2 separate regions of the Macaca mulatta genome follow, and region 1 is linked to region 2. The links are chromatin contacts, called in public Hi-C maps. All regions are on one chromosome and are shown on one strand. Each heading gives the region's core, a stretch centred on a gene start, on an enhancer-like site or on the middle of the called end of the contact. The rest is flanking DNA. Distances are from core to core; before and after follow the strand shown. Region 1 holds the start of CLPB (ClpB family mitochondrial disaggregase). Region 2 holds the start of LAMTOR1 (late endosomal/lysosomal adaptor, MAPK and MTOR activator 1).

Region 1 (4,485 bases), core at 1,411-3,910, 370 kb before region 2:
GAATGAGGTGGTTAACAAAATAGTATGTACTGAAAATCTCTCAAAACAGAAAGGTCAAAATGCTTTCATTATTGAGTGCTTTAAAAATGGTTTGTTTTGTTTTTTGAGATGGAGTCTCGGTCTGTCACCCAGGCTGGAGTGCAGTGGCACGGTCTGGGCTCACTGCAAGCTCCACCTCCCGAGTTCACGCCATTCTCCTGCCTCAGTCTCCCAAGTAGCTGGGACTACAGGCGCCCGCCGCCGCGCCCGGCTAATTTTTTGTGTTTTTTAGTAGAGACGGGGTTTCACCGTGTTAGCCAGGATGGTCTCGATCTCCTGACCTCGTGATCCACCCGCCTCGGCCTCCCAAAGTGCTGGGATTACAGGCGTGAGCCACCGCGCCAGGCCTTAAAAATGCTTTAAAAATAGTTATTCAAGGCCAGGCACGGTGGCTCACACCTGTAATCCCAGCACTTTGGGAGGCAAAGGCGGGTGGATCATCAGAGGTTGGGAGTTTGGAGACCAGCCTGACTAACATGGAGAAATCCCGTCTCTACTAAAAATACAAAAGAAATTAGCCAGGTGTGGTGGCGCATGCCTGTAATCCCAGCTACTCAGGAGGCTGAGGCAGGAAAAACGCTTTAACCTGGGAGGTGGAGGTTGCAGTGAGCCGAGATCGCACCATTGCACTCCAGCCTGGGCAACGAACAAAACTCCATCTCAAAAAAAAAAAAAAAAAAAAGTTATTAAAGCCAGGCGCAGTGGCTCATGCCTGTAATCCCAGCACTTTAGAAGGCTGAGGCAGGAGGACTGCTTGAGCCCAGGAGTTCAGACCAGGCTGGGCATCATAGCAAGACCTAGTCTCTACCCAAGTAATAATAATAACAAAAAATTAGCCAGGCACAGTGGTGCCAGCTGTGGTCCCAGCTATGGTCCCAGCTATTCAGAAGGCTGAGGTGATGGGATGATCCCTTGAGCCCAGGAGGTTGAGGCTGCAGTGGCAACTGTACTCCAGCCTGTGTAACAGAGTGAGACCCTGTCTCAAAAAAACCCCAGAATAATAGTCGTTCATTCATTCCTGTCTTACTAAGGGATGTGGAAATGAGAAGTTCAGTATTTGCCTGGAGGAAGTGTAGAATACACAGAGCAGAGAATACAATCATAGCTACAATTTCTTTTATTTATTTATTTATTTATTTATTTATTTATTTATTTATTTTTTTGAGACGGAGTCTCGCTCTGCCGCCCAGGCTGGAGTGCAGTGGCCAGATCTCAGCTCACTGCAAGCTCCGCCTCCCGAGTTCACGCCATTCTCCTGCCTCAGCCTCCCGAGTAGCTGGGGCTACAGGCACCCGCCACCTCGCCCGGCTAGTTTTTTGTATTTTTTAGTAGAGACGGGGTTTCACCGTGTCAGCCAGGATGGTCTCGATCTCCTGACCTCGTGATCCGCCCGCCTAGGCCTCCCAAAGTGCTGGGATTACAGGCTTGAGCCACCGCGCCCGGCCGCTACCATTTCTTAAAGACCTACTGTGAGCCAGGGACAGTGTTAGGGGCTTCCTACGTATTATCTTATTTAATACGAGCAATCATCTTGAAGGTAGGAATTATCTTCAACAATAATGAGGAATTAACTACCAGAGAGGTAAAGGGAGTTTATCCAAGGTCACGCATGTAAATGCAAGAGTCAAAATTAAAATCCACGTCTGCCTGAATGCCAAAGCTCATATACTCTCCCACACTAATAAGGTGAGAGTAATCCATTCACTGAAAAAAATATTTGAGTGCCTCGGGCCGGGCGCAGTGGCTCACGCCTGTAATTTCAGCACTTTGGGAGGCCAAGGCGAGCGGATCACGAGGTCAGGAGATCAAGATCATCCTGCCCAACATGATGAAACCCTGTGTCTACTAAAATACAAAAATTAGCTGGGCGTGGTGGCGAGCGCCCAGCTACTCGAGAGGCTTAGGCAGGAGAATCGCTTGAACCCAGGAGGCGGAGGCTACAGTGAGCCGAGATCGCGCCACTGCACTCCAGCCTGGCGACAGAGCGAGACTCCGTCTCAAAACAAAACAAACAAAATACATATATATTATATTGTGGGCCGGGCGCGGTGGCTCACGCCTCTAATTCCAGCACTTTGGGAAGCAGAGGCGGGCGGATAGCCTGAGATTAGGAGTTAAGAGACCAGCCTGGCCAACGTGGTGAAACTCCGTTTCCACTAAAAATACAAAAATTAACTGGGCGTGGTGGCGGGCGCCTGTAATCCCAGCTACTCCGGAGGCTGAGGTAGGAGAACTGCTTCAACACAGGAGACGAAGGTTGTAGTGAGCAGATATCGCGCCACCGCACTTCAGTCTGTGCGACAGAGCGAGACTCGTCTCAAAAAAAAAAAAATTGTGTCGTGTGCTTCAACTAAACTAGGAAAGAAATCGTGGGATTCTAATCTTTAGCTCTAATCGCCACGCCCCTTCACCCGAACTCTATTTCCCAACATGCCCCGGGTTCCTATAAGTCTGCAGTCATTGTGACGTAGTCCCACAGCCTTCTGGGAAGCGTATTTTATTTGTTCTCCAGCTGGGAAAAGGCTTAGGGCTGTGGACTACCCCTCCCGTGAGGTAGTGCGCAACTCCACCCTGTTCGCGGCGTCTTCGAACGCGCCGCGGCAGCCATGTTAGACGTGGCCACCACAGGGGCCGGCACCGCGGGGTTATCGAAGCAGCTGTCACGATGCTGGGGTCCCTGGTGTTGAGGAGAAAAGCACTGGCGCCACGGCTACTCCTCCGGCTGCTCAGGTCCCCAACGCTCCGGGGCCATGGAGGTGCTTCCGGCCCGAATGTGACCACTGGGAGTCTCGGGGAGCCGCAGTGGCTGAGGGCAGCCGCCGGGGGGCGCCCTGGAACATCGCCGGCCTTGTTCTCCGGACGCGGGGCAGCCACCTGGGGGCGCCAGGGAGGACGCTTCGATACCAAATGCCTCGCGGCTGCCACTTGGGGACGCCTTCTTGGCCCCGAAGAAACACTTCCAGGACAGGACAGCTGGAACGGGGTCCCCAACAGGGCCGGACTGAGCATGTGGGCCCTGGCCACAGCGCTGGTTGTTCATTGCTACAGCAAGAGTCCGTCCAACAAGGGTGATTATGAGATCTGGATCTGAGGAAGGGAGAGGCGGGAAGATTGTCCTAACTTCGTATCTTAGAAGGGTGGGAGGTACTTACAGGTTTAGATCTTTAGAGCCTAAGTCTTGGAGGGACTCAGACATCATCTGGTTACAGGGGCAGGGTGTTGCCCTAGAGACCTCATCACCTCAGAGTTGTATAATCTCCTATCATAGATCCGCCTCCCCTCTCTGGGCATGATTTTATCCATCTGTACAATGGGGATCTTGGACTAAACATCTAATATTACAGCATGGTCCCCTTATGTTTCTCATATTCTGCGTGGTCCAATTCCTCCTTCCTGAGATCTCCAGGAAACGGAAACTATGGGGTGTTTTAAGGGCAACTTCTAGATGGTTTAGAGAAGTTGCCAGACTGCCCCCCGCCAACCCCCGTCACCAAACGTGCCAGAGTCAGGAAGAACCTGACTCGGTTTTAATGCCACCTTGACCTTTATTTATTTATTTATTTATTTATTTATTTATTTTTGAGATGGAGTCTCTCTCTGTCGCCAGGCTGGAGTGCAGTGGCGCGATCTCAGCTCACTGCAACCTCTGCCTCCCGGGTTCAAGCTATTCTCCCGCCTCAGCCTCCCGAGTATCTGGGACTACAGGCGTGCGCCACCATGCCCAGCTAATTTTTGTGTTTTTAGCTGTTGGTCAGGATGGTCTCGATCTCTTGACCTCGTGATCCACCTGTCTCGGCCTGCTGAAGTGCTGGGATTACAGGTGTGAGCCACCGCTCCTGGCCAATTTATTTATATAGTGAAAGATAATTTCTTAACATTTTTACAGTACTGTTATTTTGATTCCTTTTGGAGTTAAGCGGCCTGAGTCTGTCAGTGTCAGGATTTTGCTATGTCTGGTCTCACATGCTGTTAGGTGATCTTGCCATGTGGGATAGTTGGTAGGAGAAGGAAGGTGGATTCCTGGAGGCCCAAGGGCAACTGCTGGGGGACTGGCTGATCCTGATTAGCATCTCATCTGGATCCATGAAGCTAAGCAGCAGCTGAGAGAGTGGACAGAGAGCCAGACCTATGACCTATGTGAATCCAGCCATTCAGGTTCTTAGTCATTCATCAAGAAGACAGACTGAGGCATGGTGTCCATAGATTCCGTGCACCCCAAGCTCTGAGAATTTGGAGCAAGAATGGGGGAGTGGGGAGTGCCTTGACTTCCATTCGTTTGATGTGGCCAGTTGTAAAGGAAGGACTTTGGTCTGGGAGAGACAACACTGGGGATCTTGTTTTGGTTCTGTGTCTAACTCTCATTGTGAATTTGGACTTTTGCGTCTCCTCAGTGGTTTTCTGTTTCCTCATCTACAAAATGAGGGTGTTGACATAGACGCTAAGGGC
Region 2 (4,504 bases), core at 1,018-3,517:
TTCTCTTTATCACTGAAGTCACCCCTTCTTCAGGACCCCTTTCACTAGTTCCCCTCTGGGATATCTTCCCCCACCCCTACCCTCTGCCTGCTTGGACTCCTCTGACCACTGCTGTGTAGCAAAAGAGCATAGGTTTGCAGTCAAACACCTTCACCATCACTGTGCCCTGCCTCAGTAAAAGGCAATCAAAATACTCCATAGGGTGTTAGGGTGAGATGTCCTCTTTCCCATCCCAGGACCCTCCCTCTGCCTGCTCTTCCCTGCGGATAGGAGGAGTCTTTGATTCTGTAATAATTCTCCAGCCCTATCTCCTCTCCGCTGTATTCCCTTCTTCTCCTGTGCTGTCTTAGAATTCCCTTCACAAATGTGTACATACACATAACACACAGCACACATATTCCCTCTACTCAGCTCTTCTCTCCAGAGGCCTATGGGGAATGGGCCTCTCCTCCCATGTCCTGGGCCATTCTCTTCCTCATCCAGATCTGACCTCCTTGCAGGCCTTCTTGCAAGGCCCCTGGTGGTGGCGGGGAGTAAAAATGAAAGAGTGTATGGATGGGTGTGAATAGATGAGTGATGCGGTGGGCTTGAACTGGTGTGCTTGGGAACCCACAATCCAGGGCCCTGCTTACCTGGGCTGGAGGCTCCTGCTTAGGCAAGACCAGAGCACAGGACAGGTTGAGGGAGTCCAGGGCCTGCTGTGGGGGATAACTCTGAGCAGGAGGCTGGACTGGCTTTCAATTATTCATGCTGAGGTGGCTGCTGTCACCTGAGACCTGCAGTTCAAGTTACCAGCCCCAGGGATGAGCTTAAGCTGCCTCCTACCCTTCAGGAACCTCAAAAGATTTACAGAACCTCAGGGTCTTGATTTGAGGGGTTATAAGAGGTACGAGATCTGGCGACTTCTGCGATCCCTTGGATCAGGAGATGGGGCATGGGGTGAGCCAAGGTGATGGGGTGACTGTAATGTACTCATTGATACGCAAGTTTTTTGTAAGCAAGGCCATGCCTTGGGCCACAGGTAAGAGTCAGAACCTGTCATTGTGCTCTAGGAACTCCCAAGTTTGGTAGGTGAGACTGACCCAGGAACATAGAATATAGTGTGATCACTATTGGATGTTCCACGACTACAGGGACTTTGGCTGTTTTGTGAACTGATGCATATCCAGATATAACAGTGTGTGGCACATAGTAGACGCTCAGCAAATATTTGTTAATAGATGCATGAATTAACACTGGATGAGGATTAAGCATAGAGAGCTGGACATGTCCAGAGAATGGGGTCAGAGAAGGTAATCAGGAGGACATTGTACTGAGTCTCGAAGACAGTAGGCAGACCAGGCTGCATGTGCAAAGTCCAGTAGATCAATCAGGAAACATCATTTCTCTATGTCCAGTGAAACAGATTGCTCACCCCTCCACCCCCTCACCCCTCACCTCAGAACATGCAGTGGCAGAGAGGTGTCAGGCTCTGCGTGACTTTGATATGTCAGATGGGTAATGTGCCAAAACAAGATTTGAGGGTGGGCGCATTTCACACACGCGGAATCACACGCGCATGAACAACAAATGGATCACTATACAATTTTGGACGGACTTGGACCTGTGTTCAGGGCCCAAGGGAAGACATGGGGGAGGAGGGGCGTTTAGGAAAAGAGAACTGATGGTCAGCTTTGTGCGTTAGATTTACTATGGGTCCTGTTAAAAAAAAGGCAGAATTAAAGATAAAAGCCTGAAGGCAGAGAGGTCAGTGAGGTGACTTCTATCTCCTCCACCAGGATTTATCTCCGCTCCGCGTCAGCATGTGAAGGAGTATAAGGTCCCTTCTTCCTGTAAGTCGCAGATCCCCAGCCCAGGTGCAGAATACACCCTCCGTGTATTCACCCCCAGCCCAGCTGGGCGATACACCCTCTGTTCCCCTACTGGGTACCGGTCATCTGGATCTTCTGTGTGTGCACCCAGGCTGTACGATCTAGGAGCGTCAGGCCTGGATCCCACTCGCCCCTCGCATGGCATTTAGAAGAGTATATCACGAGGGCATATAAGGGCATTTGGTACGAGTTCGCTCAATGGCCCAGAGAAGTGGCCTAGTGGCCACGAGAACGCATAACACTATTCACGACGGCCACTTCTGCCAGTTTAGAGACTGGAAAGATGAAGTCATGTGATCCGCCCCTCCCTTTCCTCGCTTCACTTGCCTGCGTGTCCGGTTACGCCTTCCTATTGGTTGACAACGATCACGCGCTAGCGGGCGGGACCGGAAGCCGGGGTATTGCCTGAGGCGGCCCAGCGGCTCCGGGAGAAGGGATACTGGGGGTGGCGGCGGGTGGTTGCCTGCGGGAGGCAGTTGCGGGTCATGTGACCGGAAGGGCTCCTGACGGACGCCGTCCCTCCTCGGCGCGGCCTGAGCGCCCGGCCTGACCCCTGCCATGGGGTGCTGCTACAGCAGCGAGAACGAGGACTCGGACCAGGTGCGGCCGCGGCAGGCGGGGCTCGGGAATGAGGGCTAAGACCCTGGGGCTTGGGGCCCCAGAAAGAAATCTGCGGAGAACGGGCCAGGACTGCAGGGCTCGATGAATACGGAGGCCTGGAGGGGACAGATTACACAGGAGACGCCAAGCCGGACTCCTACCCCAGTTAAAGCCCCAGCTTTCTACGCGGTCCCCGCCTCGGGGTGTACAGGCAGCCGCCTGTCCGGCTCGCTCCCACCACTTCCGTTTGCTCCTACCTTCAAAACTTTCCAGATTCAAGGATCCTCAGTCTAGGTCCCCGGGAAATACTCCCTTCCCAGCTTCCTGTCTTCTCTGTATTAGTGGGTTTTGCGAATCCATTGCAGGGGTGGGTAAGCTGAGGCCCTGAGTTAGGCTGTCCTGCGATGAATCAGGAATTCATGTATCGTCTTAGTCCCTGGGGTTGCAGAAGGAAGGTCGCTGCTAGTTTAGGGCCAGAGGACGATTCTGGAAGTTGGTGGCCTTTGAGTTGGCCAATGAAGGATTTAATGGATACAGTGAGGACATCGGGACATGGGGGAAATTGTCTGGGAAGCAACAAAGAGGGTTTAGCTTTGACTAGATTGTGGTAAAAGAGAAATGGAGCGGGAAGTTCATTTGGGTCTGAGTTTGGCTTGCCTCAGTGCAGTCTGCCTGGGGCCTGAGGGTTCCTTTAGCTGGAGACATGCCTGTTCTGAGAATTTGGCTGTAGATCTGATCCCTCTGACGAAAGGCTTAGGCTGGGGAGACCTGTACAGTTTTAAATTCTCCCTCTTCCTCTTAGTGCATTCTCACTTCTCTCCACATTCTAATCCCTGCCCCGCCTGGCCTGACATTCAAGGATGAAGTCACAAGTTGCTGTCCACTCTTTTTTGATCGTCTCTAACCCTGGATTCTACATTTGAACATATAGTAGACCTGAGAAAGTAGAAAGGTTTCAAGTAGCTCACAGTCTAATAGGGGAGATGGTCACAAAAATAGATTATATCACTGGTACTTGGGAAGTAGTTATTTCTTCAGTGAACGTATTTTGGATTAAGGGCTTAAGCTTAGGAAAATGTCATTTGTGGCCGGGCGCGGTGGCTCAAGCCTGTAATCCCAGCACTTTGGGAGGCCGAGACGGGTGGATCATGAGGTCAGGAGATCGAGACCATCCTGGCTAACACGGTGAAACCCCGTCTCTACTAAAACAGGCAAAAAAAAAACTAGCCGGGTGAGGTGGCGGGCGCCTGTAGTCCCAGCTACTCGGGAGGCTGAGGCAGGAGAATGGCGTGGACCCGGGAGGCGGAGCTTGCAGTGAGCTGAGATCCGGCCACTGCACTCCAGCCTGGGAGACAGTGAGACTCCGTCTCAAAAAAAAAAAAAAAAAAGAAAATGTCATTTGTATGGGAAGCAAGGGTCGCTTCTGGTTCTCAATTCTTCATACACCCAATGAACACATATTTCCTTTGCTCTGTGTTAGGCATGTGTCATGCCTAATACCTCTCACTTCACCTCCACCTTTTTGAGAAAGAGACAACAATAACCCTGCCTACTGGGAGAGCTGTGGCCTAGTGGGAAATTGTCCCTTAAAGCATAATGTGGACTCTTGCAGGGAATGAGTCAAGAAGGATTAATGCCTTATGAGAAAGGATACCAGCTTCTACTTGGAAGGGAGAGCTGGGCCTGCTGCTCTCCTGAATCTCTACCTTCTCCTTGGTGGGCTCTCCTTTCTGTTCCTAACACCCAGAGAAGATGTTTAATCACTGCTGGGTGATTTGAGGCCTCACGTAGCAAGAGCCGTAACCATCCACCTCCCAGAGTCCCTCTTTCAGTTCTTGGGCAGGCTCCTCTCCCACTCTCATCTCTGTCTCTTTATCACAATAAAAAATGTACAACACATTACAGTTTACAAAGGGCCGTGATAGTTATCTAATTTGACTCTTGCCAGACATCTGTCATATTAGTGTGGGTTATGTCTATTTAAAGGTGAGGAAAAAGTTCAGAGAAGCTAAGTGATTTGGCCAAGCTGGGAA

What was found. Hi-C and Micro-C count contacts between places; a contact is called where the count stands out from the background.
Region 1: a Hi-C map of liver shows a contact between it and region 2, with 4 times the contacts expected there. The contact joins the promoter of CLPB here to the promoter of LAMTOR1 in region 2. A contact is called at or near these places in 3 of 14 Hi-C or Micro-C datasets (fetal cortex germinal zone, fetal cortical plate and liver).

Annotation. Positions count from the first base shown.
Region 1 is chr14:72,765,712-72,770,196 of T2T-MMU8v2.0, reverse strand. CLPB (ClpB family mitochondrial disaggregase) reads left to right here and starts at 2,660. Exons shown (of 17, transcript NM_001261302.1): 1 at 2,660-3,107. The coding sequence starts at 2,705.
Region 2 is chr14:72,399,126-72,403,629 of T2T-MMU8v2.0, reverse strand. LAMTOR1 (late endosomal/lysosomal adaptor, MAPK and MTOR activator 1) reads left to right here and starts at 2,267. Exons shown (of 5, transcript NM_001194634.3): 1 at 2,267-2,471. The coding sequence starts at 2,430. All of the region lies in intron 5 of LRTOMT (leucine rich transmembrane and O-methyltransferase domain containing), which reads right to left. It also overlaps the pseudogene LOC114672564.